Regions from separate parts of the Mustela erminea genome. Here all the other regions are linked to region 1. The links are chromatin contacts, called in public Hi-C maps. All regions are on one chromosome and are shown on one strand. The core of a region is the stretch at or near the end of the contact, and the rest is flanking DNA. Distances in the headings are between cores, read along the strand shown. Region 1 holds the start of YWHAZ (14-3-3 protein zeta/delta). Region 2 holds the start of ZNF706 (zinc finger protein 706). Region 3 holds the start of PABPC1 (polyadenylate-binding protein 1).

Region 1 (3,341 bases), core at 600-3,099:
GGTAAAGACGTAATCAGCTAGCTTATTTGTGAGGTATACGTGTCAATGCAAAACTATTTAAAATTTATGATCTCATACCCTCCCCCCACACACCCCCGAAATGACTGATTTTTCCCTTAGGAACTCAAAACGCTCTCAGGTTAATGCTGCTTCTAACGAAAAATTATCAAACACCAGTACAAAGGTTTCTCTCCCCAACCCTTCGGGTACAAGGGGAAGTGCATTTCTCACAGAGTAGTACTCCAAGGCCTCGCCTCTGTATTGCCTCTGTATTGCGGAGAGGACTCGCCGCACCCATTTTAACCCTTAGCCGACGAGAGACGCAGAATGAGGTGAAACGAACAAGCACAGACCTTGACTTTTAAAGTGCAAATCCTAGCATGCGCGCTATCCGCAACCACCCCTACTTGGCTCCGCCCAAGTCCCCGATTCTCCCTCTTTGTCATGGCGGATCTGTGTCAAGGAGCCCAACCTACTGCCGAGTGTTAATTCCCCCCACCAGAGCAAGAGGGAGGAGCAGCGCGCCCCCGCCCGAGCCGGGGGAAGGGAGGGGGGAGCCGCTCGCCCGCCCCGGGGGCAGAGACGCCAGCGCCGCCCGCAGAAGCGGAACCACGACCCGCGGGGCGGCGGACACACCCCACTCTCCCACCCGCGTCTCCTCCGCCACCGGACACCACTGGTGCTCATTTAGGTTGTAGGGACCCGACAGCTGCAGCAGGTGGGGGAGGGGACAAGAGCCACACCCAGGCGAGCTGGGCCACCGCCGGCTGTTACGCTCAGCCTCACCCGCCCCGTGAGGGGGACACCGTCTAAAAAGCCGACCCTCCCGTTCAAGCCCACCGGGCAGGCGAGCCAGACGCCGATCCACCGCCTTCCCCCATTCTCTTCTCTATCCCCACCAGGAATCGGAGACCCCACTCACCATGAGGTGAGGGGGAGGGAAAAAAAAAAAAAACAAGAAAGAAAGAAAGAAAAAAAAAACCCTGAGCCCCATCCCCCACCCCGCCAAGGAACCCAGGAAATTCGGCCCCAGGTCCCAGGCCAGCCCCACCCCAGAGCCGGCTCCCCCTCGTGCCAGAAACGAGGCCTCGCCCTAGAGTACCTGGCGGGCGCCTCCGGGACGGCCTCGGCTCGCGGCCCGGTCCCCAGGCCCGGCCCTGCTAACGCGCCGCCGCCCGGGTGGGGGAGGGCTGGGTGCCGTCGCCGCAGCGCGGGGCGCGGAGGCTGCGCGGAGCAGCGAGCGGGAGAAGCAGGGGGAGGGGAGGGCCGCGAGGGGAGGGGGCGGCCTCACCTGCGCCACTGCAATGCCCGCAGTCGCCAAGTCATTATCTCGGGCGGGAGCGGGTCGGCGACGAGGAGGGGGCGCGGGTGGGAACCGAATGCGCCCAGAGGAGCCTCGGTCACCCCCGGGAGCCGGCGACCGGGCGGGTCCCCGGGGATCTCGCGTGTGGGCGCCCTTTCCAGCCCGGGGACGGGGGCTGGGAACCGGCGCTTATCGGGGCCAAGACATCGGTCCGGAAGCAAGTAGCCCTAGGCAGCCGCGAGCCGCCCGCCCGAACCCAGCGGAAAAGCCGCCGCCCGTCTCCGCCTGAGGAGACTCCGCCTCAGCCCAGCGCCGCTACCGCCGGGCGAGCGGGGCTGAGGGGCTGTGGAGCGGGGACGGCCCTTAGGCTTTTGGAAGGTTGGTCTGGGGAAGGAAGGAATGGGACTAGGTGGCGGCGGCCGGGTCCCTTACCTGTGTCCCGAGTGGGTGGCGGCGGACGGACGGGGGCTCAGCAGTCTCCGGGCGGCAGCGGCGAGGCTGAGACTCTGTCCGTAGATCTCGCTGCTCACAGGCTACAGCGGCTCCGCAGACACGGGGTTTCCTCCAATCACCAGCCCCGACAGCAGGGGCACCACACGCACGATGACGTCAAACGCTGCTATGGCAACCGTTGATTGGTGCCCACAGCTCTGGGGGCCCAGTGCAACCGCCGCTCCCTAGCGCGCGCGTCCTGCCCGCCCGCGCTAGAGGGCGAGCGGAGGAGCGTACCACTTCTCCCGCTACCAACGCTCCTCCCTACCCCGCTCAGCTCCCAACTTCTCTGCTCTTGGGAGAGTGAGCCTGGGCAGGAAGCGCCTTCCCTTTTTTTTTTTTCTCCTTCCTACCAGTGCCTTCCTACCTCGCCTTCTTGAATCCCCCGCAACCTCTACAGACTCACTCTTCCTCTAAACCAGCAAGGAAATTCCTCCCCACCCCCACCTTAGCTTTCCCTGCGGCCCTCCTGCGCCTGCGCCAGTCACTCCCTCTAGAAGGGGCTCCGGTTCAGCAACATCCGGGACCTTTCACATCCCCCCCCCCCCCCCCCCTCCCCGCGCCCTGACCCGCCCCGCCCTCCGTGCTTCGCGGTGGTAACTGCCTCCTGGGCCGTCCTGGGGCTGCATTACGCGAGTGGCTCCGCCGCTCTGGCATTGTGATCAGGATTTTGGGGGTGGCGGGGGAGGGCGCGGTCAGACGGTCGAGGAGAGGCGGTGTGGCGCGCTACCCCCAGTCCGCCTCACCCCGTCGCCAGGCGGGGCCTACCTGAGCGCGCGGCCCCTCCCTTCCTCCCTTCCGCGGCAGCTTTACCTGCCGGCTGGAGGAAAGCGGCCTTAGACCTTTTAAGGCTCGGAAGAGAGAGTGAGGAGTCTGGCCCTGGAGTATATGGGCTGAGTGACGGGAAAGTTTTCCAATCGGGGACTCCGGATCCGTGCGCAGTGACAGCTGCGAAGGGGACAATGGGGGCGCGAAGTGGGGGTGAGGTGGGTCGGCTGGGGCGGAGCTGGTGGGAGGTGAGGCCTGGAAGGAGAGGCCGCCGTTTTCAGCTCCCGCGGGGAAACGGCAGCCTTAGACGGAGGGCTCCGGGGATGGTGGAGGCCTGAGCAAAGAACAGGTTGGATCGTTCCTCGTAGATTAGATTTTTCTATCCAAATAAAGCATCCACTGGAAGAGTTCATGTTGCAGTGATTTAAAACATAAAGATCATTACCTGTTTTCTCCTGAAGCAAGGTTTGAGGGGTGTGGTATTTCCCAGGGCCCCCGTTGACCCAGCTGGCAGTGGAGCCAGGAAGAGGGGGAAAGAGGAGCGGAAATTGCAGGTGCCTACCAACGGGCCAGCCTAAAACGGTAGAGCCTCCACCCAGTCAACTTAAGGAAGTTCAGAGAGAGACACGCACAGTGTAAAATGCCTCTGCCTCTTCTCCCTTTGAACGTTAGAGCTACGAAAAGATTAGTGACCTGCAAAATCAGTTGCAAAAGTTCTCTAGAGTTTATATAGTTAGCAATGAAAACTCAAAACTGTTCCTACCACCTCTTTGCAAAC
Region 2 (3,341 bases), core at 599-3,098, 200 kb after region 1:
AGGGCTTCTCCTAAAATATAACATTACACAATAGATTTAACCCATTTTCCATTGCCATCTAACAGTAACAAATAAAACCATAAAAGCTTTAATAAGTGAAGACTGGTCGCTTATTCTTATTTTTAAAACCGAAAACCCAGTAAAGGAAATCGAATCAACAGTCTAAACGCGTGGGGTAGGCCCCTAACTTCTAACAACTCACTGCATTGATTTCCTTTCTGAAAGCAGAAATGCAAACGAACAAGCCACCTGCTTTTGGACAGCTCAACTCTGGGATTACTCTCAGGCCAATCGAATTTTCTACAAACTCTTAAGCACTTCTTGATTATACACAACTGAGGGCCAACAAGTCATTTTACAAACACCTTAAACGCAGGTTTTTAAAAATGTAACTCTTAGTGTGGCTTAGAGGGCTGCAAAGAGGGAAGGAGAAGAATAGAGTTCTAAAATGAAGAGCTCTTACAGGAGGCAACAAGTAAGTATTGCCTCCAAAGATCCTCTCAAAACCAAAAACAACTGAGTAAAAAAAGATTTGGGATTCAGGAAGTAGGATCATTCTCCGTAACTATCTGAAACGAGGAGGCCCAGGCAGTGATCAACATCCTGACCCTAGCTTTTAACTACATCCTTTCGGGGAGGGAAGAGGAAAGCACCGGGAGTAAGATCTATTTCGCCCAACACTTAAACAACCCCAGCGGCAGCCCGGCCCACCTTCCCTTCCCAGCCCGCCTCTCCCGCGTCGGGGAGCCCCTTCCTCGGTCCGGCCACGCAGCCCCCACCTACCCGCCACTCCTCACCGACCCCGGCCCGAGACGCGCCTCCCGGAGGCTCTGGCTGCCCCAAACCCGGCCTCTTCGGCCGCGGGGAGCCCCGGCCTCGAGAAACCGACCAGCTGCTGTCGCCAAGGGGTAAGGTTACCGCTCCGCGCCACGGCCGCCGGCGGCCTGCAACCCGGCCACCTGCAGGGCCTGGCAGGCGCCCGAGTTCTCCCTCCAGCCCGCGGCCCGCGCCGGGACAAGACGGGCCCGGCCGCCGCCTGGGAGGCGGGGAGGCCGGCGGCCCCTCGCGACCCGCCGCGACCCCGCCGCCAGGCCCCCACCCCGGCTCCCGGACGTCCTGCGGCGTCAGCGCCGCCCCCACAGCCGCTCACCCGGGCCGGGACAGTCTTGCGTCGGAGAGACCGCGCAGCGCGAGAGGGCCGGGGGAGGTGGCCGCAGGGAGAGGAACGGGGAGAGCGCCCAGCACCGCTTCGGCCTCCTCCACCCGCCAAGGAGGGGAAAGAGGAGAGCACAACAGCCCGCGCCTCGCACCCGCCGCCGCCGCCGCGCGCGCCCGCCGCCGCCTCAGCCTCGGGGGAGGCCACTACGCTCGTGCCCGCGCACGCCGCGCAACTCTCCCAGTCGCCCCAGCGCCCGCCTGCTCTCGCCGCCCACGCGCCTTCCTGCTGCGGCCGCCTCCCGCGCCCCTCCCCTGCTCGCACGCCTGCGCCCTTTCCGGTCGCGCGGGCCAATGGCAGCGCGCCCCTATTACATAAGCGTCAGGGGGCGGGGCCTGGCGGCGACGGCGGCCCCTACGAGAGGGAAACTGCAGGGGACGTCGCCCTCTGTCCCCGGCGCCCCTCCCCTCCCGCGTGCTCTATCTCGGCGGCTTCGGCCGGCCCCGGGAGCCGCGTGATCCCGGTCCTGCTGGGTGACGGCCTGCGGCGTGTTTCACAAGCCGCTTGCCAGCTCACTCACTAGGGCGGCGGCCCGGCCTCGGTCCCCGCGTCCTTTATCGCCTCCCTCCTCGCCGACGCCCTCCTATGCAGCAGCCCGGGCACCAGCCCGGAGAGGTGCGCCAGCGCCGCCGCGGCGTGGGGTACCGGGGAACCAGCCACCCGGAGGCACCACCGCCGCCACCCCAGCCCCCAGTGCGGCCAGCGGGCCCAGCGGACCCTAATAGGGCCGCGCAGCCTTTGTTCTCTCACCGGCCAACCCCCAGTGCCGTTCCCACGGAAACTCCGGTTATTTTTACCAATGGGGGGGGGGGGTTGTGAGTTCAGGATTCCAGCTTGTCTTAGTGTTGCTGGCTGGGGTACCCCGACCGTTTTAGCTGAATCCTAACATCATACAGAGTTGCTAATATTTGGAAATGGTTAAATTGAATTGGGGGGGGGGGTTCTGTATGATTTACAGGCCATGACCGCTAACTTCCAGTATGTGATTAAGAACAACTGAGTCTGTAATCTGCTGATACCTGCAAATGGCATTTCAGACTTTGGCTTTATTCTATTTCACTGCGGCCCTTCTCTCCCCCACCCCCAACACTGGTTTCCAATTTGATTTTATTAGTAACAAGGAAAGGGAAGCTTTTACATCTGACGTTCTCACTTTGCTGATAGCATCCACTCTCCCACTTGCATGTCAGTGCCCAGGAGAAGCTGGTTTAAAATATGTATCCCAAGTGAGCAGGACTGGGATATAGAGATTACAGAATTGTTTAGAACAACCGGAAAGGAGTTAGCGGCTTTTCTCATTTGGGTGGCATACAATGATCTGGTTTTTAAGTCCTTCCTTATCCTCATTTCAGCCTTTCTCACCTTTACCTTTCACACCTCTCCCATACTGCAGTTTTAAGTTATATGTTTAAATTTTATTGATACCTTTCCAGTATTGAGTTGCAAGCTCATTTTCATCACTCTATGCCCAGAGCCTAGCGGTGTGCTAAACATAGTAGGCACTGATTAAATGGATATTGACCAGATGAACTGGAGGTATCTAAAGAAATCAAAACTTTTGACATACCATAAAGTTCTAGCTTAAATCAAGAGTCACCATAACCATAATAGCTACATTAACCTGCTAATAAGAGTATGAGGTACTCAGTCTAGACACAGGAAATCCGAACATCTCTGTCTAGCCATGAATCAGCACGGGCATTGGAAAGGGACAGAGAGATTTAGTGGGCTGAGATAAGTCATAACTAATACCACTTGCTGTGAAGTGGTATTACTATGCCGCTTGTTACTGCAGCCGATATGAAATACCCATTTATGTCAGTGTTTCTTAAAATTCTGCATTATACCACCTTTGAGAATTTGGGAAAAGCTAAGGACGTTGTCTCGAGAAAGTTCATATATATCAAAACTTGCCTCCATTGGTAGAGTTTCTCAACCTTGGCACTACAGATGCTCTGGGCTAGATCATTTGTTTTTATGAGGGCCTGTCCTAGGGATTGTAGAATGTTTGACAATATCCCTGTCCTGTACACTTTTGATGTCAGTAGCTCTCTATCTCCAGTTGTGACAAATAAAAAAATATCTCTATACCTTTCCAAATGTCCTTTTGGGGTCAAAATCTCCC
Region 3 (3,341 bases), core at 470-2,969, 170 kb before region 1:
ACTACTGAAGGCCAAGAAGTATAATGGTCCAGTCCACACTACACTCGAAGTTTACAGCCAAAATTTGATTACATTTGGGGGGGGGATCCTCTCGAAAGCACAGAACTATTTCAGAAGGGAAGAAACATTGTGTATTACCAGTATTACGAATCTAATTTGGATAAAAAAACCTCCAATAACCTACAATGCCTGAGAAAACAGTGCATTTCCAAAGGGTCATCCTCCACACCCTCTGCTCCCACCAACCTGCTGTTAGTATTAGTGAGAAATGCCTGAACTCGGGGAAAACCCCAAATGCGCTTCTCATCGGTAATCTACGTTTCTAGAGCCATCGGTTACTGTCAAGTTATTAAGAATGGAATCAGAAACCTGAGGACCACCACATCACCAAATTAACTTTATCCTAAGGCCCTGTGGCTCCCCCAGGCGATTGGGCCAGTAGCAGAGACAGGCCTCGGGCCTGTGAGGTTACAGGGTTCAACACGTGGTATTTTTTGAGCACCGAATCGCACTTCCTCCGCGTCCTGGGGCGCCGGCAGGAGCCCGGGGTGGTGGGAGCGCCTCCACCTATTACCAGAGAAGGGGGCTCGGCTCCCGACGCCCCGGAAGCCCGCGGCTACTGGCGGGAGCGCGGTGGAAGAACCCAATCTCCCCAACCCTCCCGGCGCGTCATCACCCTAAAGTTTGAGAGCGGCTGAGGCCGAGAAAATGGTCGCAAAGGAGGAAGTGGCCAGGCGTGCGGCTGCCGGCAGCGCGGGTCCCCGCGGGCACGGGAAGCGGGGGTCCCGGAGCCCAAGCCTCTCCCCGCCGGCCCTCAGGGGGTGACATGCCCGCCCGTCCCCTCCCCCGGGCCCGCCGGCCTAGCCCGCCTGCCGCCGCCTGCGCCTCATGGCCGCCCGCCCGCCAGCCCGCCGGGCCCGGCTCTCACCGTCCGCCGGTTGCTGGAAGTTCACATACGCGTAGCCCAAGGAGCGGCGGGTGATCATGTCCCTGCAGACCCGGATGGAGAGGATGGGCCCGGCCGGGCTGAACTTCTCGTAGAGCATCGCCTCGGTCACGTCGGGGTGTAGGTCCCCCACGTAGAGGGAGGCCATGGGGTAGCTGGGGGCGCTGGGGTTCATCTCGGCACGGCTGCCCGCAGGGCCACAGGCCGCGACCTTTCCGTGAGAGGAGGAGAGCGAGTGCTGGGGCCGGGGGCCGGAGCCGGGGGGAGGGGAGCGGGGGCAAGCGCAGAGGGACAAAAATCAACCGGAATCGAAAACTACTCAACGGCCGCAGAACGGGGTCGATCGGCTGCCGCTGGCTGCTGGCTGCTGGCTGCCGGCTGGGAAGCAAGGGTGGCGGTGGCGGTGTCGGGTCCGGGCAGCGGGAAGGCCTCGGTCTCTTGGTTCCTTCTTGGAGCTGCTGCGGGGCCGCGGGCGGGCGGGCGGGTCGGTCTCGGCTGCTTCACCGGGTTATTTTATAAAAGAGGAAGAAAAAAAAATAAAAGTCTCCGGCGGGGGAGACGCGGATTTTTTGTAAATTTTTTTTGGGTTTTTTAAAAGATTTTTTTAGATTTTTTTTGGATTTTTTTAATAATAAATGTGTGTTCCGAGCCCGGAGCACACACTCCGCACTCTCAGCACTAACCGCCGGGGAGAAGGGGAAGCACCGCCTCCTGCACCCTCTACTTATACCCCCCGCCGCACTCGCCCCGCCCCCGCGCGTCTGACGCCAGGACCATACGCGAGCGTCAGCGCCGGAGGAGGAGGAGAAAAGGAGGCGAGGGGGAGGAGGGAAGAGAAAACAGGAGGAGGAAAGAGCAGAGAGGAAGGGAGAGGTGGCGGCGGCGGCTGCAGCGGGTGTGGGGGTGGGGCTGGAGCGGAGGGGCGGGGCTCCTGCGCACGCGCCGCGGCCGGGGGGCGGGGTCTGCGCTGCGTAGAGCTCGTGGGGGAGGGGAGGGCTGGCTCGCTAGTGGGTCTGAGAGGAGTCGGGTGGGACGGCCTCTCCTTCCACACACCCCGCCCCCACCTCCACCCGGGAGAAGCGTTAACCCGTCACCGCGGCGGTGGGCGGTGCGCGGGGCTTCCGGGTTCCTCGGCGCTAACCACCCCCCACGTGCACGGCCGTCCGGGCCTCTTCCCGCCACGGCCTGCCCTGCTCCACTCGCCCCTGTCCCTTAGGGACCCTGAGCACGGGTGGGCTGGAGTGGTCCCTTCCAGGCCCAGTTTCCGTAATGTGCGTGAAAGGAGCCGGGTTGGCTCCTTTTTCTCCTACCCGGACCGCACTACGACTCCCAGCGGGCAGCGCCGCCACGCGCGTCGGCCGCAGAAGCGGTGCCTGCTGAGAGCTGGAGTCCCCAACGGCCGCGGCGCTCGGTGACCCGAACTGGCCGCGGGTCCTGGCTGCTGGCTCGGGGACCCCCAACCGTCCCGGCGCTGCACCCCGGTCGCCGCTCCGCGGTGCTTCCAGTAGAAGGGGGGAGGGGACGAATTCTTGGGCTTCTCTCCCAAGGTTTCCGAGACCTGCGCTGTTCTCGGTCTCCACCAGACCCTGTCGTTAGTCAAAGTGGCTTTAATTGGGAAGGCTGTTTTCGGGGTCTTTGTACGCTTCCCTTTTTAAAGTGTTGTGATCACTATTAACTTAAGCTGTTAGGTTGGAATCTTTGATTCGTGCAATTTCTACTTGCGATTTCTCAGAGGTAGAAAACGGGACTCAAAAAAATTCTTTTTTCTTCAAGTATGAGTCTCACAGTTGTACATAGCACCACGGACCTGCAAGCAGGCAAAATTAGGGATAGTTTCAATGCAGTATTACAAATGTTTAAAACAATTTTATACATTAGTTGTGGACTTCAGCAAAAATGCTAAATTTATTAAATTGATGGCCATTAGAAAATACCAGTTTATAGGAATGATATCAAGTCAGCATACAAATCCCCACTTTAAAGTAGTAATGTACTTTACAGTTTCTAAAGCACTTGCATAAACATCCTATCATTTGTTCCCTACCGCAATCTTGTGTGGGTGGTGGAGCACCTAGTAATAACTTTATTTTACTGTTAAGGGAGCAGTCTCAAGCTAAATGATTGCCCAATTCATTCTTTAATTCAATAAACTTAAATGCATGTCAGATACATTGCCAGCTGTGGACTGGGTGCTTTATTGTCATTTAATTAAAATTTAAACCACTGGAATCCCACATAAGTGCTATTTTGCCCCCATCTTGGTAGAAAAAAGATAATATTTTTGAAGAACATACTGTCTCATGTGCTTTATTAGGGAAAAGAGCAAAACTTTGTGCATTAGGAAGACACATCTATTACTAAATGATAAATCACCATTCCATCTGTTAGAACTCTG

What was found. Hi-C and Micro-C count contacts between places; a contact is called where the count stands out from the background.
Region 2: a contact with region 1 is called in a Hi-C map of spleen, with 4 times the contacts expected there. The contact joins the promoter of ZNF706 here to the promoter of YWHAZ in region 1. A contact is called at or near these places in 3 of 3 Hi-C or Micro-C datasets (fibroblasts, skeletal muscle and spleen).
Region 3: a Hi-C map of skeletal muscle shows a contact between it and region 1, with 12 times the contacts expected there. The contact joins the promoter of PABPC1 here to the promoter of YWHAZ in region 1. A contact is called at or near these places in 3 of 3 Hi-C or Micro-C datasets (fibroblasts, skeletal muscle and spleen).

Annotation. Positions count from the first base shown.
Region 1 is chr16:49,223,049-49,226,389 of mMusErm1.Pri, forward strand. YWHAZ (14-3-3 protein zeta/delta) reads right to left here and starts at 1,850. Exons shown (of 6, transcript XM_032315551.1): 1 at 1,736-1,850.
Region 2 is chr16:49,423,545-49,426,885 of mMusErm1.Pri, forward strand. It overlaps ZNF706 (zinc finger protein 706), which reads right to left and starts at 1,849. Exons shown (of 4, transcript XM_032316228.1): 1 at 1,737-1,849.
Region 3 is chr16:49,054,219-49,057,559 of mMusErm1.Pri, forward strand. PABPC1 (polyadenylate-binding protein 1) reads right to left here and starts at 1,720. Exons shown (of 16, transcript XM_032315926.1): 1 at 1,271-1,720; 2 at 929-1,157. The coding sequence starts at 1,121.